2 separate regions of the Siniperca chuatsi genome follow, and region 1 is linked to region 2. The links are chromatin contacts, called in public Hi-C maps. All regions are on one chromosome and are shown on one strand. Each heading gives the region's core, a stretch centred on a gene start, on an enhancer-like site or on the middle of the called end of the contact. The rest is flanking DNA. Distances are from core to core; before and after follow the strand shown.

Region 1 (3,968 bases), core at 399-2,898, 62 kb before region 2:
TTTGATGTCTCTGTGTACTACACCGCAGCTGTAGCAGTGTCTGACCGCCTCCAAAACCTGGCGGAAAAAGCCCCGAGCCGTGTCCTCGTCCAGGGCGCCCTTCTCGGTGATGAAGTCGAAAAGGTCCTTGACGAGCTCCGGCCTCTCCATGACGATCAGCCAGCCGTCCGCCCGCTCGTAATAGTCCAGCAATTTGATAACTCCGCGAAACGACGAGCTGACCTTCTTCAGCAGCAGGATCTCCAAAGGCACCATAGCCCCGTTCTGTAACAAATAAGGAGAATTGATTAAGTATTTTAGGATAAGCTAGCCATTCTGCCTTTATATCATCACAACACCTCCACCCAGCAGCAGGCGTGGGGGTGGGGGGGGGACCAAAACAAACCACACACACAGAGATCGGGGATGAGTACTTACAATTGTGCCCCACTCGGTCACCCTCTCCTTCGCAACATGTTTCACAGCGACCTGAAATAACGCAGTAAAGAAGAAAAATCGTAAGCAAATGCTTCAGATGTTGTGGGGAAGTCACATTACATTCCCCGGTGGTGAATAAGTACGCCCGGCTTTGATGGCGGCACATGTACCATCAAAACATCCCAGTCCACATCCTTACCGGTGCGCCATCAGAGATCCGGCTGCCGGCATACACTGTTCCAAATCCTCCGCTGCCCAGCACGGATCCCACTTGGTAAACCTTTTCGAAGGGCTCCTTTTCCACTTTAACTGCAAGGAAAAGTGAAAAATGTTAAGGTAAGCGCAATATTTCTACAACAAACCATGGCGTCGTGCTCGCGCAGCTTTACGAGCCGGTCAGCTGCAACAGTAGCAGCTTGAGTTACTCTAAATTTATCAAGCAGAGTAAATATACGTTTCTCAAACCACTTCTCAGTTGTCAAATCAAATATAAAGGCGGTGAGAAGGCAACGTTCAGTGACGGCAACCTACCTGGCTGGAGCTGTATTTTCACTGGTAGATGGTCCATACTTGAAGGATTGCAAATATGCGAAAATGAACCAAACTTTGACAGCAACATATTCAAACTGAAAAGCCGGCGCAGACGATCCCTATTCACCCGTTGGGAGTCAGAAGAACCAATATAGTCAGATGAGAAGTGAACTCATGCGCAGTATAAATGGTGGTGCAGACCGTCTTGGCTTCAAGCGAATAAATATATCCAGTCCAGCAGTGCGCCAACTCCGCCGCACCGCGCCCGTCAAAGTCGTGTCACGACCGTGAAGTCGTACACTGTTTCCCAGAAAACCGGCATGAAATCTGGCTTCTGTGTCTCGACTCAAGCACAACAGACGAAAACAGTCCTCTTTAGTAATAAAAAAAAACCCACTACACTCCGATGTGTATAGTAGCCGTATCAACAGTAGAGTGCGTTTAAATGCCCTCCGCAGTGTGCTGTTATCCCGATGAGTGGCCGCTGTCTGAGCTTTGGCGCGGTCTCCCCAAGCCAATATTTTGACGCGCAGTGGGATGGTGGTATCCCTCCGCCACCAATACAAGTCGACACGTTCGCTCAATACCAGCGATAATTCGTCACTTTTTACTAGATACACATGTACACTAAACTACTGGGCACGTATAGTTATTGAATCGTATTTTTATTCGAACATGTCATTGAAATAATCATTTTTACCGCGCACTACTTTCTCATAGTACGAGACGCCCAAGAATCCCTTGTCTGGAAGCTTTGCGGTGTTCACTATCGACACGGAGGCGACGACCAATTAGATGTCGTATATAAATACTGTGTTTCGTATCTGGACCAATCCAGAAAAAGTTATTATAATAAAGCAGGCATTTGAGCGCACGTGGCGGCAATTCTGAGACGTCCTCTCCCCTCCCTTTTCCTCCGCAGCTCTGCAGTGAGAGATGGAAAGAGAGTTTATGATCGGAGGGGAAAGTTCAGTTTATAGTGTAATTCTCCACAAACTACTGATTATCTCTTTCAAGTTGTTCTCAGCTATGAAGTGTGTACCTAAACTCACTTGTGTTATTTGTTTACCTTAGAGTATGCTGCCCTCCAGAATTCCCTACACTTAAAAATGAGCAGTTTGACTGTTATGATTGTCATACAGTTGAGACTAATTATTTAAAGATCTAAAAAAGAGTCTATCCATACAAAAGAGATGACAGTTAATTATATGTTTTTGTTTAACCTTTATGTAACCAGGAAAGTCTTACTGAGATTAAAAATCGCTTTTTCAAGTGTCCTAACCAAGAAGGGCAGCCATAACAATGAGTTACAGACAAGCAACATATGACAAATGACACTAAATATACCAAAAGTAAATTACATTTATTATACAAATAACATAAATATTTACACAGCCCAAGCAGTCCAAAAAACATAAAAATAGCTAATTAAGACCTAAAACTGAGGCACATTAGATTCTAAAATACCCCAAAACATCAGCACCCAGACAGAAATTTGAAGGATGATACATAATAATGATACATGAGAACACTATGTCATGCATTGACATGAGTACTATGAAAACAAAATAGCACGGTATCATGATAATATGAATAGCACATGAAAACACAATCAGATGGCCAAGGTTTGTGGAGCCAGCTGTCCCATTTCAGAAGGTAAACTTTCCAGTTGTACTGTTACACATCTGACATGACCGTGGCTCTCGGTGAACTTTCCACTTTATATCTTCTGCTAGCTCTGATAACCTGCGTGTGTATGTATGTGTATGTGAGCACTAACCAAACAGAAGCATCAGAGAGTTCCAGGGAACCTTATCTTGCTATAGGCCTGCCAACTGCAAAGTTATGTAAATGTGCACGCACACACACACACACACACACACACACACACACACAAACACACAAACACGCAGGCTGCATATGAGAGTAGAGTACAGCCTGTGGGCTAACCTGCAGTGATGCTCTGTATTCAACTTATGATAATTTACACTGCTTCATGTTTTCAGTGCATTGTAACTCGTAAAATGCATGCAACACATTTGTGCATGGCTTTATTTTATTTTTCAGCATATATATATTAAAAAAGTAACAAAGTGTGTGTTCCCCTAAAGAAAATGTGTCAAGAGGACACATAAATGGTATGGTATTTGCATTTTAAAGGATATACTACTATGTTCATGCAGATTGTGTTGGGGCATATGGAAGAACCCTGAAGGGTTGATTTGCTTTTATCTTATAAAACATTTGCATAAATGACAAAGAGTTCAATGGTTTATTGGATTATGCTTGAAAGAAAATGTGTTCAACCCTGCACCAGTGTTAGCAACAGCCTATTCCCTGCAGGAAAACCTTCCACCTCTCCTGCATGCTCATTCCTTGGTCATGGGTTTATTTTTAGATTTAGATTTTTAGAGGCACTGTGGCTCTGGCCCATACAGTTGTTATTAGTAATTGCTTGTAATACCGTAGATCTTTGAAGAAAAGCTTCTTCTTTTTAATAAAAAATGTTCTTTCACTCCGAAATTCTTTGCAAAAGCCAAATCTCCTGCACCTTTCCATGTGAGGCTCGCCAGTATTTCCATGCGTTTCCTCCCACAGTCCAAACAGAACATCTCAGGTGAATCGGAAATACTAAATTGCTTGCAGTTATATGCTTGAATAAGTTTTTATGTCTATGGTTCTTATCCAAAAACCGGTCTCTCCTCATTTGCACTTCTATATAGAGTGTCACTTCACATGAAGTCACACTTGCAGCTGAGGAGGGCACTCTGTATCGCAGAGAAAGGTATGAAAAATGGTATGTACTTTTCACCCTCCACCATAAGCAGATGCAACAGGTGCACCAAAATAGTACTCGGGATAGCCCTCAGTATGGTATGCCCTTCATGCACCGGACTAGCGTTATGGGGCTAAAAATAATCTCGGCCACGTACCCTCTGGTGTGTCTGGTTTTATGTAGAGTGGATAGGGCGAAGGTGTAGCAGCTGGAATGATACTAGGTGTCAGCCCCCGTGATAGAG
Region 2 (3,811 bases), core at 128-2,627:
TACAGCATGATAAATGAATATACAATGATGAATGTACTGTATACATGTGGGGTGATATGTGTAGTCTACTTTCTATTAAATGTCTCACAGACTCCCATGCACTGACTGTGAAGCCATGCTGTTCAAGTGTCATCTGCAAAAGTATTTTACCAAGGCTACAAATTTCTGTACATTAATTTTACATGGCAAATGATCCAGAAACAGTGAACACTGAGACACTGCATTCAGTACTCAGTATTCAGAGCTGAACATACAGCATCCTTAATGAAGCACTACAGAGGTCTAAGGGAAGGATTTGTCTTCATTCTGTACTGAAACTCAAAACTATAGAGAGAATAAAGAGAGAATAAAGTGAATTTTAGCTTAGCATAAAAACTGGAAAGGGTTAAAAAAAATTCCACCTATCAGTACTCTAAAGCTTTCCGTTGGTTGCCAGGCAACCATACGGTGACAACAAGACTCCCGTAAAAGCGCAAATTGTTGTTTTTTCACTTTGGTTTTTGTATGGATTGAACAAACAAGATGTAACGTGTTAATTAGTGAGCTTTAGAGGTGCTGCTCAACAGATCTTTGCACTATTAGACAGAGCCAGGCTAGTAGCTGCCCCATTTCCAGTCTTTATACTAAGCTAAGCTAATCACCTGCTGGTTCTAGCTTCATATTTAGCATACAGACATAAGAGTGGTATCAATCCTCAATCCCAACTCTCAGCAATAAAACAATATGTCTATTTCCCAATATGTCAAGCTGTTCCTTTAAAGAGCCACGCAGCCTGACAGGCAATATGTAGGTAACTACTATGTATAGTGAAGCAAAACAAGATTTTTCAACATGGATTGGCATAATGAAGGCAAAACATGATCCGGGTCCAAAGGGACAGAGGTATGCTTTAACTTTTGTTTAACTGTTGTCACACCGACCTGCTGTTACTATTACTATTTGGCCACAGCTCACCGTGGAGGTTTGGTCATATCTGCAGGTATCAAGGTGCCAGCTCTGCCCTGCAGTGCCTCTCTCTGAGCTCCTGGAACATTCTAGCGAAGGCCCAGAGGAGGAGGAGGAGGAGGAGGAGGAGGCTGCAGTGTTCACAGTGCGTTGCTATGAACAGCCGTCCTGTCTGTCCCTTGGCATGGACGACACAAACACACACACACACACACACACATAAAACACACAATCAAAGCAATGCAGTGAGTGAGCAAGTCCATGAGACTACATTAAGGAGAGCTGGGCAACCCTGTGAGTGCCAGCCGGACCTGGACAGTGTATCTATGTGTGTGTATGTGTGAAGGGGAGACTAAGAGCGACTCTGGGTTCTTGCCAGTCAGAGAGGCTGCTAAATATGTCTCTCTTTGGAACACCGAACAGAGCTAACAGGGGTTATTCCAGGACACACTCTTCCCCTCCTCTGCCGCTCTGTCTCGATGTTTCTCTCTCGGTCCTTTCCTTTCTCCCTCTGCGGTCTAATATAGAGCTCATTTTGTGTCTGTTTCTAGGTGCCAAGGCCAGGGGGGATTGTGTGTTTGTGTGTGTGTGTATGCCAGCTGAGGCTGCTGATGCTGTCTCGACGACTGCTTTATTTTGGCTCTAGTTGCCATAGCGACCCAGTGGGACTTTCAGTGTGTTTGAACCAGTCATGCAATCAATGCTAACCAACAACAGCAGCAGAGTTGTGTGTGTGTTTGTGTAGTATAGCACTGTATCTGTGCAATGTGTAGCATATAAATGGATTCCACGCTTTTGAATGAATTGTCTGAATGTGTTTTTTACATCACATGAACTCAGATCATGAACGTATTTATGTTTCGGCTTTATATTACAACACAGGTGGATTACCGTAACAAAGTGACAAAATTACAACACAGTTAAATATTTAAGTTTGTCTCAGTTTTCTCGTAAAGCTCTTATCAGTTCACACTACTAACCTCCCACCTTTTACCCTGTGAGGAAAATGGGGCCTTATCCCAGAACACGTCAATAGTGGAAAGGCCAACAGTTACACAAGAACTGTATTCCAGTAAAGCCGCAACCTCTCTGCCAAGCATTACCGTGGGTTATACTCACTGTGAGGGCAGCTTTGTACAAATCAATAGAATATTGCACTACAGGCGGGCAGACACCACCTAAACCCAAAGTTGGTTAGTTTCATGTTTTTATTAGGTTTTTTTTGTGTGTTTACATGACATCTCCAGAACATTTTAAAGTATTAAGCTGATGCTCTGCACTACAGTGGCTTACAGTCTATTCAGGTACAGAGTCAGTGTCTCGCACAAGGACGCTCCAACAAAAGACGTAGCTATTTCTGATACACTGCATCCATTCAGTAAGCTGAATGTGCTAGGTTCTTATTGTTGTAAAACTCAGGTTGGTTCTAAAGTAAGAAATTCAGACTTTTCATCACAAGTTGTTCTCACTGAGAACTGTGACTGTATTATTTGTAGAACTCAATGTACAGTTTATATTTTCTTTCATGTCTCAAAAGACATTGCCCATTAATGTACCTGTGCTGCACTATAGAGCTATACTCTGGATTAGAGCACTCTCATGTTAAGTAAAAACAGCATCAATCTATCCTTGTGCACTGTGAAATGACAGCACTTGCAACATGAATCTAGGGATGGTAATGTCCATCTCTCGGTCAATTGGCCGGTTCAACACTTTAGTCCAGACTGAAATATCTCAACAGCTATTGCATGGACTGCCATGAAATTTTGTACAGACATGCATGGTCCCAAGAGGATGAATCCTACTGACTTTAGTTACACCCTGACTTTTCCTCTAGCTCCACCATGAGGTTCATATTTTTGTTTTTTAGTATTTTATCTTGACAAGTATTGGATGGATTACCATGGAATTTGGAACAGACCTTAATTTCACCCTCAGGATGAATTGTAATAACTTTGGTGATCCTCTGACTTTGATGTTTTGTCACAATCAGGTCAAAATTTGAATGTGTCCGATACTTAGGTTTACGACCAAATACCGGCAAAACAAATGACATTCCCATTGTTGCTGTTGCAGTTGTTGCAGCTAAGGGTGGCCCAGCCAGTTATTAGGTTTAGGGGGTAATCACTATTTCACACAGGGCCATGTAGGCCCGCAATGGTAAACAACATACCTGCTAAACATCATCACAGAGTTGCTAACGTGGCTATAGACTCTTAATCTTGTTTTCAGCAAACCATCATGGAAATGTCCACTCTGATGCATTTTTAAATATGATTTGACAGAAAATGTGGCATAATAGACATTTATTATAAAAAACGCAAATTATTACTTTACAGTCTGACTTTTATTAAAATTATTTTCCCTAAGAACTCAATATATATCCTTGATGTTTGTTTTGACTCTTGTACCTATTTGGTCAAAGTTATCATTAGCAAAAAGAAAAAAATAATAAATTCATTTAAATGCAGAGAAAGCACCCCATACAGTGATTCTGTCCATAGACCATGCAGTTTTGCTAGCCACTGACTTCATTGGTGAAATATTTGTGATAGTGGGCACTGAAAATTGTTTGTTATATCATTTCATGTCCAAAAGCCTAATAGACAGAAATCAGAGATGACACAGTCATCTTAGTATCAGGAAATATTTCTGTAGTTTTGAACAAACTGTATGGGTTAAATCAATTTGGGTCTGATGTTGCTTTTTCTTGCTTTTCTTTTAAGTTACCATTAAACTGATATCACTGGAAACGTCCACTCTGAGGCTTGATGTTTAGATGCTGTTTCCTCGAATATGTCCAAAAATGGTTTCATCCTCTTTTGAAAAAGACAAAAATATTCACAATGGCTGCAGTATCATTATA

Evidence for each region. A called contact is a pair of places that touch in the nucleus more often than the background predicts.
Region 1: a Hi-C map of skeletal muscle shows a contact between it and region 2, with 1.7 times the contacts expected there. The contact joins the promoter of pim3 here to the enhancer-like site in region 2. A contact is called at or near these places in 2 of 3 Hi-C or Micro-C datasets (liver and skeletal muscle).

Annotation. Positions count from the first base shown.
Region 1 is chrLG23:14,714,904-14,718,871 of ASM2008510v1, reverse strand. pim3 (serine/threonine-protein kinase pim-3) reads right to left here and starts at 1,648. Exons shown (of 6, transcript XM_044186489.1): 1 at 949-1,648; 2 at 617-726; 3 at 418-468; 4 at 1-264. The coding sequence starts at 1,036.
Region 2 is chrLG23:14,652,642-14,656,452 of ASM2008510v1, reverse strand. No RefSeq gene overlaps it. Among protein-coding and RNA genes, the nearest start is that of LOC122871343, 43 kb to the left of the region's middle. Within about 2 kb of position 1,377, the one cell type or tissue checked has an H3K27ac peak away from gene starts, as active enhancers do. A contact at or near this core is called in liver, where this site is marked.